Linked DNA regions of Mus musculus: region 1 is linked to region 2. Evidence: chromatin contacts called from public HiChIP or PLAC-seq data. All regions are on one chromosome and are shown on one strand. Each heading gives the region's core, a stretch centred on a gene start, on an enhancer-like site or on the middle of the called end of the contact. The rest is flanking DNA. Distances are from core to core; before and after follow the strand shown.

Region 1 (3,190 bases), core at 566-3,065, 300 kb after region 2:
GTTTGTTACTGTTTCAAAATTGTTGTGGGTGTGGGAGGAGGACAAATATCTGTGAGTTCAAGGCCAGCCTGGTCTACATAGGAATTCCAGGACAGTCAGGGCTCTGTAGAGAAACCCTATCTTGGGGGGCGGGGGGGGGGGGGGCACACAAGATAAAATTGTTGTGGGTGAAGAACAATGTAACTAAAAATGGAACAAGGTGAAAAACAAAACTGATTCTGCACACTGGCAATCTTACCAGACTGACAGACTATGTCACCTTGGTAAGAGACTCAAAATTTTCTAAGAAAGGACAGGGCATTTTGGAGCAGCCAGAAGATTCTCCAAATACAGCCCGACGTCTTCTCCTTTTATTTATTGTGTGTCTTCATGGTGGGAGTGGGCATGCATGCCAGGGCACACCCAGGAAGGTCAGAGGACAACTGTGGGCAATCAGTTCTTGCCTGGCACCTTTTCATGGCTCAGGTCTCCAGGCTTGCCCAGCAAGAGCCTGCTTCTCCTAATTGACCTCAATTAGGTAGTGGTGAGAAAAGAATGTGAAGGCTCCCATCTCTGAAATAAATCCTTAGGGATAAATAATAAAAAGAGGTGGGCAGAACAATGGTATGCTGGTGCAACGACTAACATCAGCAAAGCACAACCTAAGCACCTCGGGGACATGGAAGGGGGTGGAGCGCTGGTATCTAAAATCCCTTGCAACTGCGAGACTGTAGCTTCCCCTGCTCTACAATAACCTTGTTAGCACATCCCGCTTATCTATAAACAGCAACACAAAGAGATACAATTACGAAAATGAACGTGCATGAGCCCTGTATACTTCTGGTTGTGCTAGTCCACCGAAGTGTAAAAAGCAACCTATCTGCCAAACTGTTCCTTGTGAAAAATTCTCGGCCGAGAAAAACCAGAGAACAATCAAAACACGTGAGAGCTAAGTGAGAGAGAGCACCTGCAGTGGTCGGCCGGCTCTCTTTGCTTAGCAGAGTCCTTTCATTCTGGAATGCCGACACATACGTCCTGAAACAATTTTCCTAGAAATGTTTCAAAGTGCTCGGATCCTTTGACCTATCCAAGTACCCGGCGTTCGGCCGGGATGTCCAGCCTCCCCCTCCCCCCACACACACCCCGGGCCGGCGGGAGGCAGCGCAGGACTCTCGGCACTTCCTTTCCGGGAGGACTGCCCCCAGCGTCACTCCTATTCAGGATGCAGGACACAGTGTATCCCTAGGAGCCTCGTACAGTGTGCTCCCGCCCTCCCAACTCCACAGGCACGAGGGCGCGGTCCCGGGTGCCAGCCGCCTCCGCAGAAGCGCGTGGCGGCGCGCGGGCAGGCTCGCCACCGGTCCGGCCCGCCAGTCCCCGGCCGCACCGCCGCGGCCTAGCCCCGCTACCGCCGTCCGACGGTTCCCTCACACACGCCCACCGCAGCCAGGCTCGGCCCCGCCGCGAAGGCCGACACCAGTCGACCCGCAGCTCCTCCACCGCGGGACCCGGCCCGCCCGCCTCCCCGCCTCCCAGCCGCGACGCCCGGCCCCGCCGAGCCCACTGGACGGCTGCCGGGGGCGGAGGCGAAGCCCGGGGGCGGCGCCCGCCCCACACCCTTACCTGGCTTCTCGTGGTCGTAGCCTACCACAATGAAGTAGTCGGCCAGCCGGGCCATGACCGCCGCCGCCGCGCCCGGGAAGCGGGTTCCCGTCGCCGCCCTCGCCGCCGCCGCCGCCCACCCGGCCCGGGCGAGCTCAGCATTTTCCCTTCGGCGGCTGTAGCGGTAGCAGCGGCGCTTCAGCCATGTTTGACAACCGAGGCGCTCACTGCGCCTGCGCCGCGCCTCGCGCCCGCCCCTCCCCCGCCCCACCCGAAAGGGCTCGACGACCCAGTGCCCGGCGTCCGCGAACCCACGCGGCGCCCGGAGGCCGCTCGGACACGCGGCTCGCGAGGTGGGCGGCCCGGCGCGGCCTGGCCTCGCGCCGCCACCGAGGCCGGGCGCTTAGAGGCCCAGCTGCTGCCTCAACGCCCCCCACCCCCGCCCGGTTCTTTATTTTCCTGGAGCAGGGGTCCTTCCTTCCGCCATCTCCCTTTTGCAGTCGGGGGGAAAAGGGGATGGAGGGGTGCGGGGTCACTTGGAAAGTTTGTTCTTTGGTGCCGCTTGCTGCCACCGGCAGCACGGATGAAATTCTCCCGCCCTCGGCTGGAAGCTTGGAATTTGCACCGCCAAGGCTTTTTGCTGCACGTTTCCTGTTTATGTTGTGCAGATGGGAATTTTAGAAACATGCCACCAAGCAGGCGGGGGAGGAAAAGACTTGCGCAATCTTCAGAGGCGCCTCTGGTTTCGGGGCTGCCTGGGCTGGGGGCGGTCAGCTTGGGCTTTCCTCTGAGTGCCCCAGGGAGTTATTCCACCTAGGAACAGGGGCATCCCCGGGATCCTCCTAAAATGGGCCGGTCTCTCCCCGGGGAGCCCCGCCCGCCTGACTTTCACTGCCTTTTTCACTGTCTCAGGACTTTTCAGGCTGAAGCAGGTGTTAACTTCAAGTTGCTCTACTGCAAACACTCCACAGAATTCATAGGGCACTTTGAGAGCCTAGAGAGCATTCAAGTCGATTGCGTTTTTAAGAAATATCTCCTACCGATGTTTTCTAATTTGGCTGGCACACTTGGATTTGTCACTTTTTTTTTTTAACTTTGTTACTTCTTAATGATCATGAAATTTTAGTAGTAGTGTATGTATTTGAACTATGAAGTTTTCAGAACCTATGGTTTAGAAGTGATCGTGAAGCCATCGTTCACTGAGGGTTTGATCCTTCTATAGATTGTACGTAGTAGGTTCTAACGTGCCTAGTGCAACACACGCCCTCTGCCAAAGACCAGCAGAAAGCTAGTGCCTGGAGCTGTGAACTCAGAGTCCAAAGGGTCATAGTCTCAGCTGCTCTGACTAATTCTCTCTTCTGGGCCAGCGTTCCCCTTTCCCGCTTCCGCGTTGGAAATTGAACTTAGGGCCTCCTACATGCTGGGCAAGCCTGCTACCGTTAAACTATATCGACAGCAAAAGGCCAGACCTTTCAGCAGGTCTGAGAGGGTTGGGCTATGCTAGAAGAATTGAAAGGGAAGGGGTACTTTACCTCGGGACCTCCTTTGTAATCAGCTTCTAGTCAGACGGAATCAGCATACCTGCAGTGATGAAAACTAGGTTAGTTTT
Region 2 (3,164 bases), core at 663-3,162:
GAAACTTGCTCTCTAACTTATGAGATGGCTTGCCTCTGCTCCTGAGTGCGGGGTGTGTGTGTGTGTGTGTTACAGTGGGCGTGTGCTGCCAAGCCTGGCTGAGTGTTCTTTATTTTAATGGGGAGGGAAGGACATACATAGGCCAGGGTGAGGCAAGAATTCCTGGAGAGGCAGTGCTATTTTGTATGCAGGAAAGGATACTGTGAGAAGGTAACTTTTTACCACAAGAGACTGCCTCAGGCCCTAGGCTATGCCAACTCCCTGTAACTGTGGGCCCCAAGACTGATGCCTGTCTGCTTCTGCTCTGTTCTTCTCCCCTTACCTCTTAACTGCAGAGTCCTGCTCAGCAGTTCTCAACCTTGACCACATTAGAAAAGCCAAGATTTACAAAATTCTCAACACCCACGTCTTGCTTCAGAGCAATTGTATCAGACTCTCTGGGGATGAGCCTCAAGGTAAGTCATTTAAGATTTAAAGTTGAACTGTTAAAGGCATCTCACGGTTTCACTAGGGGAGGAGGCACCCTGGAGGCTGTGAGATAGGTTCTAGACAGGAGAAAGACAGAAGGAGCAAGAGGTAGCCTCTGTTTCTCAGGACACACTCCTCTCCTCTTCCATTTTGGTGCTACCTGGTGACTGGAACCATAGACAATGGACTCTTTTTGTTTTACAGTATCCAGATGACTGTCTCAGGGTAATATACAAATGTAGGGAACACATTAAAAAATGTTTGCAGCACCAGACACTATTATCAAGTCCTATCAAGGTCCAATTCCAAAGCAGTAATACACTATTCTTTCAAGACAGTGGACACGGTGATGAGGCTTTTGTGATGAAACCCTGAGCTAGGGCTGATGAAGTCCACCATGGTGCCTGAGAGTCCAAGGCTCCACTTGTTGACCGTGGCGGGTAGAGGAGGAAGGTTCTCACAGCTGTTGGTAACTAGTATTAGTTTGACTGAGTAGGCTGCATGACTGGTATGTCTACTAAGCAAGGACAGACTCCAACTAGGCAACCAAGACTGGCCTGGCTTATAAGCCAGTTTGGATAGGAAGAGAACCCATTGGTAATGACATTCTAGGATTCTAAATAGGTTAGGCAGTTTATAAAAAAACATGTGAGACACAGGATGAAAATCATTCATTCTTCCTTCTTTCCTTCCTTCCTTTTTTCCTCTGAGACAGGGTTTCTCTGTGTATAGTGTTGGCTGTTCTAGAACTCACTTTGTAGACAAGCCTGGTCTGGAAATTTCACTGAGATCTGCCTGCCTCTGCCTCCTGAGTGCTGATATTAAAGATGTGTTGCCACCATCTCTGGGCTTGAAAATAATTTCACTTTTAAATAATCACACAACCTGTCAACATGTTTGGTACAACATTTTCTTAATCCCATTCCTTCTGCCTTCCCTTTCATCTTTTTTAGGTCACAGACAGAGCAGGGCCCTGGCCAGCTTCCAGGCCAGCTGCCATTGCTGAGGGGCGAAGCTGCTCGGACACTCTCTCACATGGTATCTTAGTTCTGATGCTATCTCTACTGGGTCAGAGGAGCACTCGGCCTTGTTAACATGGTGGAACCACTCAGAAGCTTTAAGAGGCTCTGGCTGCCCTCATGTTCTGACTCAGCTGGCTGGAGGCGCTGCTGCAGTGCCCAGCTATCTCTAGTCAGGTCAGAGAACAGCTGTACCAGGGTCTGGTGTTTCTGTAACTAGAGACGTCATCTGGCACAGCAGGCATCTTGGTCTCTGGCCACATCTGCATGGGGTGAAGGTAATTTTCTGACTTAGTATATCACTGACAGCCATACATGCATATGATATACCTTTTAGTGAAAACATCGACTGAGCCTGTCACACCCAGGCTGGCTGAAGGCCAAATCCAGAGCTGTCATCAGCTTTGCTCACTACTTCCCCACCACATGCTACTTAAGAGACTGTTTCTGACTGTGACATAATGTGTGACAAAAGCCTAGGATGAATGGTCTGGCCAGTGTTCTTTTCTTTACCCAAAGTGAAATATTATAGACAATTTTAACAACATGTCCTTGAAGTAGTACTTCTTGACTTCAGTGTTTAAACAGAGATCACTGGTAAAGCTTTAATTATGAAAGGCCCTCTTTCTAAACACTTACATATGGTGCACAGAGAATACCAACTTTGTTTTACTTTAATTCCCCATCTCCTGAGTTCTAGAATTACAGGCGCGTAGCACTATGTTTGGTTTACATGATGTACATGAGGGCACACAGGGCTTTGGACATACTAGGCAAGCATTCTTCTGACCAAGCCACCTGGAACAAGTGCTGACTGCTGCTTCTTTTTCTTTCTCTCACCTCCTTTCCTTTTCCTCTCCTCTCCTCCCCTCCCCTGCTCTCCCCTCCCCTCTCCTTCCCTTTCCTTTTTCTCCTTTCCCTTCCCCTCCCTCCCTCCCTCCCTCCCTCCCTCCCTCCCTCCCTCCCTCCCTCCCTCCCTCCCTTCCTTCCTGATGTGTTAACAAAAGCTGCCATGCATATTCCTGTTTTCCTACTCCCCCTCCCCCAGGAAGTGCTTTAATACACGTCCAGAATCTTCTTTTTACAAACATAGCTATTAGAAACTGTAATGATGATGGTGCTGTCTGCAATTCCTCAAGTGCTTATTACATGACAGCAAATACTGCTCACGGCTGCTTCCTGTGGCCTTACTGTACCTTACCACTGTCCCCACCTTACAGATGAGGAGGCCGAGGCTCAGTGAGGGCCTTCACTTTCCCAAAGTAAAGCCTGTGAGTGGTGGTGCTAGACTTTTACTTGGTGTGTGTTTGGTTTGGAGCCTTTTGCATGCACTGCTACCCAAACTGCCACCATGGACAGATCCTTCCTGCCAGAGGGACAAGAATGGAAATATGTGAATTAAACATGTCTCCCACACAGTGGGACTGCTTAGGAGTTAATAGTAAGCATGTTTCACTCTGTAAAGGGAGGACAAGAACGAGTACTTGCTGTAACTGGTGTAGGAGAGCAGATCTCCCTGGAACTGGGCAGGCGCTCCCACCACTCTACACTCAGTTGCTTGGGATCAGTTACACCATTGACGTTTCCACTAAAAACACGCACAACTAACAAAAGGATAGGACAGGGCTATATAAATACATACCATGTTCTAGTCTTTCATAGTCTGAATCCAGGAGA

The links. HiChIP or PLAC-seq counts read pairs in DNA pulled down with a chosen protein or histone mark.
Region 1: a contact with region 2 is called in an H3K4me3 HiChIP or PLAC-seq map of bone marrow-derived macrophages, with 5 times the contacts expected there. The contact joins the promoter of Sbf2 here to the enhancer-like site in region 2. A contact is called at or near these places in 14 of 39 promoter capture datasets (3T3-L1-derived adipocytes, the C10 cell line, cranial neural crest and 8 more), 2 of 15 datasets of contacts at CTCF or cohesin (the NIH/3T3 cell line and large pre-B cells), 15 of 115 datasets of contacts at active chromatin or transcription factors (astrocytes, bone marrow-derived macrophages, craniofacial prominence and 10 more) and 2 of 9 other capture datasets (liver and macrophages).

Annotation. Positions count from the first base shown.
Region 1 is chr7:110,613,105-110,616,294 of GRCm38.p6, forward strand. It overlaps Sbf2 (SET binding factor 2), which reads right to left and starts at 1,816. Exons shown (of 41, transcript NM_177324.2): 1 at 1,603-1,816. The coding sequence starts at 1,657.
Region 2 is chr7:110,317,544-110,320,707 of GRCm38.p6, forward strand. It overlaps Sbf2 (SET binding factor 2), which reads right to left. Exons shown (of 41, transcript NM_177324.2): 34 at 3,130-3,164. Among named protein-coding and RNA genes, the nearest start is that of Gm32861, 31 kb to the left of the region's middle. Within about 2 kb of position 1,913, at least 20 of the 459 cell types and tissues checked have an H3K27ac peak or open chromatin away from gene starts, as enhancers often do. A contact at or near this core is called in bone marrow-derived macrophages, where this site is marked.